2 separate regions of the Capra hircus genome follow, and region 1 is linked to region 2. The links are chromatin contacts, called in public Hi-C maps. All regions are on one chromosome and are shown on one strand. The core of a region is the stretch at or near the end of the contact, and the rest is flanking DNA. Distances in the headings are between cores, read along the strand shown. Region 1 has its middle 49 kb from the start of FGD2. Region 2 holds the start of PIM1 (serine/threonine-protein kinase pim-1).

What was found. A called contact is a pair of places that touch in the nucleus more often than the background predicts.
Region 1: a contact with region 2 is called in a Hi-C map of blood, with 5 times the contacts expected there. The contact joins the enhancer-like site here to the promoter of PIM1 in region 2. A contact is called at or near these places in 2 of 5 Hi-C or Micro-C datasets (both in blood).

Annotation. Positions count from the first base shown.
Region 1 is chr23:37,793,449-37,797,331 of ARS1.2, forward strand. No RefSeq gene overlaps it. Among named protein-coding and RNA genes, the nearest start is that of FGD2, 49 kb to the right of the region's middle. Within about 2 kb of position 2,408, at least 3 of the 5 cell types and tissues checked have an H3K27ac peak or open chromatin away from gene starts, as enhancers often do.
Region 2 is chr23:37,692,087-37,695,628 of ARS1.2, forward strand. PIM1 (serine/threonine-protein kinase pim-1) reads right to left here and starts at 1,379. Exons shown (of 6, transcript XM_018039243.1): 1 at 858-1,379; 2 at 632-738; 3 at 471-521; 4 at 6-372. The coding sequence starts at 939.

The DNA.
Region 1 (3,883 bases), core at 1,158-3,657, 100 kb after region 2:
AGAGGAGCTGCAGCTTGAGCAGGGCTGTCCTTGGGCTTTGCTGACCTACATTTGTCATCTAATCCTTGCCACGGCCCTGTGATGCTGGCAGCACACGTATCATCATACCCATTTTATGGATGACAAAACCAAGGTTCAAAGAGGTGAGGGGACTTGCCCAAGGCCTGTGTGATTACGAGTGGCAGGGGCTCATCTCAAGTCCAAGTTTTCCAGTCTCGGGGCAGGGTCTCCTGTGCCCCACCTCAAGTTCTCCTCCCTTATGTTCATCTGTACATAAGCACTGTACGGGCGCTTGGTATGGACCAGGTGCTGTCCACAAGCTGGCGACTTAAAAGTGGCAAGGTACGATCAAGGGGAGAAACCACACGCGTACCCAGCTGCTGAAATCTTTCTGTCAGTTGTCCATTCAGGATTTCTCTGGTGGTCTAGGGGTTAAGATTCCATGCTTCCAGTGCTGAGAGCACGGGTTCAGTCCCTGGTTGGGGGAATTTCCCATGTCTTCCCACTTAAAAAAAAAAAAGTTGTCCATTCAACAGGTTCACAGAAAACCAGACAAAACAAAATGGGCAAAGAGGACCGTCCTCGTAGAGGCCTCACTTCGGCAGGAAGGCAGACGGTCAGGCAAGTGAGCAGTGCCCTGAGGAGCGCCACACAGCATGAGGGGACCGACACGGTGGCCGGGGAGGGGCTTTCCAGAATAGGGCGTATTTGCCTGTGGTTGTCTCTGAAATGACATTTGAGCAGAGGAGCCTGTGCATGGCTGAGGAAGCGTGGCTAGCTGAGGCAGAGGGAACGGCAGTGCAAAGGCCCTGCGGCAGGAGTATGATGGGTTGTTCTGAGGAGCATTGGGCAGCTGAGCAGGTAAGGGAGGGAGTGGTGGGAAGCGAGGTCAGAGAGCTAATGGGAGTAGGGGAGGGACAGATCCTAAAGGCCTTGGAGGTCACAGTGAGGTCTTTGCTTTTAACCCTGAGTGAGATGGGAGCCACTGGAAGGTTTTGAGCTAAAGAGTAACCCAACTTGACTTAGGTTTGAAAAGGATCTCTCTGGCTGCTATGGAGACAGACTAACGCGGCAGGGACGGATGGGGACAGGGAGACAATGGGGGGCTACCGAGACCATCCTGGCGGAGATGGGCCAGGTTGGTGGTGGTGAGGTGGGAAGAAGTGGTCATTTGTTTTTAGGTCAAGCTGTGCGGCATGTGGGATCTAGTTCCCTGACCAGTGACTGAACCCAGGCCCCACACCCTGGGAGCTGCTGCTGCTGCTGCTGCTGCTAAGCCGCTTCAGTCGTGTCCGACTCTGTGCGACCCCATAGACGGCAGCCCACCAGGCTCTCCGTCCCTGGGATTCTCCAGGCAAGAACAGTGGAGTGGGTTGCCATTTCCTTCTCCAATGCATGAAGGTGAAAAGAGAAAGTGAAGTCGCTCAGTCGTGTCTGACTCTTAGCGACCTCATGGACTGCAGCCCACCAGGCTCCTCCGTCCATGGGATTTTCCAGGCAAGAGCACTGGAGTGGGGTGCCATTGCCTTCTCCACACTGGGAGCACAGTCTTAACTACTGGACCAACAAGGAAGTCCCAGAAGTGGTCATTTCTGATGTTCTGAAACTAGTCCCACGCTGGCTCCAGGACAGGAGGGCATCTCTGCCCAGGCCAGGCCCCATCAGAGGTGCCACACCCTCCACCGGAAGCATGGCATGGGGCATGGCACTGCCCAGGCAGCTGTGGAGGCTGGACAGTGCCAGGCCCTTCTTCCAGCCCACCGTGTGGCCGCATGGGCCTCCTCATTTCATTTCAAACATTGTGAATTGGGCCCAGCAGCTATCATTCCCCTCCCACCCTGGGCCGGGCCACCAACCTGCACAATGTTTTTGGGGAGCACATGGTTCATATGTATCAAGAGTCTTAAAATTTTCATGCCCTTTGACCCAGCGAGTCCCTTTCTGGGAGGTTCCCCTGGAGAAGTCACCTGAAACGCTGGTCACGGTTACTGCATCAAGAGCTTCACCTGTGCACTTGCGCTGCCCTTAAGTTCATGTTTCCTAAGGACGTTCACGTCAAAGGACAACACTCATGCTGCAATATCAAGCGGATAGAATATTGTGCAGGAGACACCCGTACAAGGAAGGAAGTAGACGGCGACTACCTCTGAGTGACTGGAACTTCCATTGAAGAAGAAACTTCGCTTTCTTCTTTATACTTTTCTGCTTTGTATGGATGTTCGAAGATGGACATGCTTTGCCTTCATGATAATTGGATTTGAAAGCAGTATTAAAAAAAGAAACAGAAAGGAAATGCGAGTTCCCAGAAGCTGAGGAAGCACAGCAGAGGCCAGGCCTGGAGCAGAGAACCAACTGACCCATCCCTTTCGGGGAAAGGCAGCAGCCACGTGGAGTGGAGCAAGCCTGGTGCCCCGCCAACCGGACAGCCGGCCGCTGGGCTCACTTCCTCCAGCGCGACTGCCCAGGGGCAGAGCTGAGAACGGTGGTGGGAGTGAGCACAGCCGGGTCCACTCCCCTTCCTACTGCCCAGGCCACGGGGATCTGCCCCCTCTCCTTGGCCCTGTAGCGCCTGGAGTTTGCCCCTTCATCACCTCTGCCTCCATCACGTCTCACCAGAAGCCTGCTGCATTTATAACCTTGTGTCTCCCCTCAGTATGTACCCAGGGGTTCTCAAAATGTGGTCCCCATACCAGTGGCATCAGCACCCACCCAGGAACTTGTTAGAAATACAGATTCACAGGCCCCAACCCAGACCCTCTGAATCTGAGAATCTGGAAGGTGAAGCCCAGGAATCCATGTTTTAGCAAGCCCTCCAGGGCTACAGTTTGAGAGTATGATACAGCCCTGCCGTGGTCCTTGGTTTACCTCAATTATGTCATCTTATACATTGCCATGATTTCCACTTAAGAGCTGGGACTCTGAGACCATATTTTATTATTATTTTTTTTGAGCACATACTTTTATTTCAACCTTTGTGCTCCACAGCCGCCTGGACTTCAGGCTCTCCTGTGAGGGTCCAGGTTGGCGCTGGGCGTTCACCGTGCCACGGATATGGGTTGAACCGGAGTTCGCATACTGTGGCATCAGAGCCCTGGCTGCTCAATCGGAAGATCAAGACTGATTCCCCAGGAGACCCAGCGGGCCTGGCCCCTTGTAGGATAAGGGAGGCAGGCTCCCTCCGGTGATGACAGCCAGTGGCAGTCAGGATGGACACACGCTGCCGTGGAGGGCCGCAGCGCCACCTGCTGGCCAGAAGGACACCAGCCGCAATACTGGCTGATTAATGCAGGGACCCACACACACGCACGCACAGGGCTGATTAATGCAGGGACCCACACGCACGCACGCACAGGGCTGATTAATGCAGGGACCCACACGCACGCACGCACACACTCAACAGGGACACCATGACAAGCAAGCACGTGTCTCCTCCCACTGCATGGGGGCGGACACATCCACACGTGGATGTCTGGGCCTGTGGGCATGTGGGGCTCTCTGCCACACCGCCTGGCAGATAGCACTGAATTCACTCATGTGCTCATTTCTTCCTTTACCAAACGTTCTCTCAGATATGCCAAGCCCACAGTTTCTATCCCCGGCTGGGTGATGATCAAGAGACCAGGCAGCAACTAGGCGATGTAGGTAAGGGTCCCAGGAGAGATGCTCCCGGTGAGGTCGCAGAGGCAGCCCCTAACCCATCTAGACTGGAGTTGGGGGCAGGGACAACTTGCCCAAGAGATTCAGCCCCTGCTGGGTCAAAGCCTGTGAGCCGGAGATGGCTGGGTGAAGGAGGCAGAGGTCAAATAGAGCAAAGCACAGAGGAGGCGCTGGAGGGGAGAGTTGAGACCCTGGGCAGAGGGCCTTACACACGGGCCACAGGGTC
Region 2 (3,542 bases), core at 129-2,628:
CTCACCATCGAAGTCCGTGTAGACGGTGTCCTTGAGCAGCGCCCCCGACCCGAAGTCGATGAGCTTGAGCTCGCCGCGATTGAGGTCGATAAGGATGTTCTCGTCCTTGATGTCGCGGTGAAGCACCCCGCAGTCGTGGCAGTGCCGCACCGCCTCCAGCACCTGCCAGAAGAAGCTGCGGGCCAGCTCCTCCTGCAGGGCCCCTCTTTCCGTGATAAAGTCGAAGAGGTCTTGCACCGGCTCCGGCCTCTCCAGGATCAGGACGAAACTGTCGGGCCTCTCGAACCAGTCCAGGAGCCTAATGACGCCGGAGAAGCCCGAGCTCACCTTCTTCAGCAGAACCACTTCCATGGGCACTCGGGTGCCATTAGGCTGCAGAGGGGCGAGGGGGGCTGCAGTTAGGGCGGGGGCGGGTCACAGGGTGCCCCACTCCACCCATCCCGGGGGGTCGCTACCTCCAGGATACTCACCAGCTCTCCCCAGTCGGAAATCCGGTCCTTCTCCACGTGCTTGATGGCCACCTGGAAAGCCCCCCCATAGAGTCTCTGTTAGAGATTCCCTCGCCGGGGGGCAAACACACCGGCGTGCCCCCGGCCGGCGCGCCCTCCTCGCAAGCCGGGCGCCCACTCACCGGCAAGTTGTCGGCGACACGAATGCCTGAGTACACCGAGCCGAAGCCGCCGCTGCCCAGGAGCGGGCCCACCTGGTACTGCGACTCCAGGGGCTCCTTCTCCTTGCCTATAGGAAAGGGAGAGTCCCAGGAGACTCAGTGACGTCCCGCGAGCCCCCCAGCTTCCACCCTCGAGGTCCAGCCGCCCCCCACCTCCATCCAGGGTTGGTGGGAGAGAGGCACTTACCCGGCGCCAGCTTGGTGGCGTGCAGGTCGCTGCAGGGCGCGGCGCGCAGGTGGGCAAGCGAGTTGATTTTGGACAAGAGCATCCCCACCTCCAGGGTGTCGGCGCAGAGGCTGTGTCTGGAGGAGCTACTGCAGTAGGGACTAGGGCTGCGCCGGCGGCTGTGCCTAAGGCCGGGGCTGAGGCTGCGGGTGGCGTTGCGGCTGCGGCTGCGGCTGGCGCGGAAGGCCGAGGGCGAGTCGGAGGACGACTGGGGGCGCTGGCGGCTGACGGACACGCCGGCAGGGTCAGGCAGCGCCGCGGGCGGCAGGGTGGGCGGCTCGAGGGGCTGGTGTGGCAGCGCTGCGGCACAGGGAGTGTGTAGCTGTAGCTGCTGCTGCTGTTGCCGGTCCCGCCACCGCCGCCGCCGCCAAGTCCTCTCCGGCCTCCTCCGCCACCGCGGCCGCTGCAGCAGACGCCCGGCTCGCCCTGCCGCCAGGAGTAAAAGGGGCGGAGCGCGCCGGCGGGGAGGGGGCGCGCGGGCGGGCGGGGATGGGGCGGGGCCTCTCCGGGAGGCCTAGGCGGGGGAAGCCGGGCGGCCGGGCCGGCGGAGGGAGGAGAGGGGGTGGGGGAGCGGCGGGACAGGGCGACTCCCCTCCGCACCCCCCCTCCCCGCTCGCCCTCCGTGGCCGCGCCCCGCCCCCGCCCCCGCCGGCGCGCCTCCAGCCAACCAGAGGCCGGCTCATCTGCATAACGCGGCGCGCGCCCCGCCCACGCCCCGCCCCGGCTCTCGCGGTCAGAATGGTCTCTACGCCGCCACGACGTGGCGGGAAGGAAAAGGCGCCAAAATGGAGGGGGAGGGGCGCTGGGGCGTGCGGGGAGGCGGGAGCCGGGTGTTGAGCCGCGAGGGAGGAAGGATGGGGAGGGGCGTATCGATTCAAACCCAAACAATAACAAAGCCTTCAAAGGCCGCCCGAGGCCGGCTCTGCGGCTCTCCATTTCTCGGGGTTTTTGGGTCAAGGGCTAAGAGCTGGAGCATAACAAGTTGCGCAGAGAAGACAGCCGTTGGTGTGTCAGGCCCCGAGGCCCGGCGGCCGGCGCGCCGGGGTGTGAGCGACTGTGTGGGGGGGGCAGGGGGAGGATGCCGACGAGGGTGGTCTTTATGTCTGACTCAGACGCGAGACCTCCAAGTCGGCTTGGGCGGGTTGACCACGCGCTGTGGGATCGGGCTGGATTCTCTGGGGTTTGGATGTTGGGGGCGCAGGATCTGCAAGATATGAGTCACAACGGCGGCTTCACGGAGGTGTCACAGGCCTGGAATAAAACCCGGAGAGCTCCGCTCGCTCGGGGGAGGGGTCCAGATCGCGATTGTCACAGCCGGTGAAAAGATCGGCCCCCAGATCCCCTGGCAGATTTTTATGTTTTAAAAAATGCAGAAAGGTTCCAGTGAATCCTGATGCCGAAGAAGTGATGTGTGTCAGAGTGCCCAGTAAAGAGGAAATCACGAAACAAATGTTAGTATTGTGATGCCAGATGCTGTCTCAGCCCCTTCTGTGAGGGCGGGAGAGAGAAGAAAATGCCTCATCTAAGAGCGAGGGTGGGAAGGCGCGCTAGATGTAATCAGAGTTTTCACGTTGTATTCACCTTCTCGTCAGCCTGTTATTACCAGTCAGGCAATATTAGCAATTATTGGCTGCCCCCAGTCTTGACTCAAAGGAAATTCCCCCCTCACCCCGGCTCCATGCCCCCTTGGAAATAACACGGAAACTGACCAATTCGACTTTCATCCTTTGTCCTTTTAAACTTCTTGTAGAGTTGATAACGACGTGTGAAATGAGTAAATTAAAATTCTTTGTAATCCGTAAATTGAGTTGTCGGGTCCTCCTAAGTAATTGAAAGCTAACTACATCCTCTTTTAATTTTTTTTTTTCAAGTTTCTGCCACTTAAAAAATGAGGTCTGAGGATCTGTATAGCTGTACTCATTAATGAATTTAAATGTTTCATTAAAAGTTTTCTACAATGCTGTTATATAAAGATGCTCAGATATTTCACAACTTTTATTATCTTATGAAATATTACATATTTTCCTTTTGTATACTGTGGCCTAACTCATTCATTTTCAATGACTAGGAAAAAGCCCAAGGGAACAAGAATTATTCCTTTTTTACGGATAGGAAAATGAAACATAAATAAAATGACACAGGGTCATACAACAGCTAAGAGAAGAGATAAAACAACACAAATTCAACCCCTGACTATCCAAAATTTTCCTCATGTTGGGCTCTAAAACTGTTCTTTGTACTGAGTAAGACATCAAGTATCAATCAATGTATGTGACCCCCACCTCCGTCCCCTCTTCCTTTCCTCTCATAAGCGCTACTGGACTATTCTCACTTGTTCCCACTTGTCTAGCCTTTGTAGAGCTGGACTTTCTGCCTTTGTAGAGGTAGTCAAATTGTTCTGAGAATGCCCCCTCTACACTTTCATTTAAAGTCTTTCCAGACTTCAGGACACAATTAAAATAGTTCCACTCCAGATTGCTAAGCAAACTGTCTATGCCACTTAATCATGTATTTGTTTCTTGGTTTTTGGGTTTTTTTTTTAATCTATTAACTTTTCAGTTATTTATACCTTGTCTTCCTATTCTTTGAATGAATACGTTATCCAATATTCATTGATGAAGGGAAAAATCAAAATGGGTCCCAACA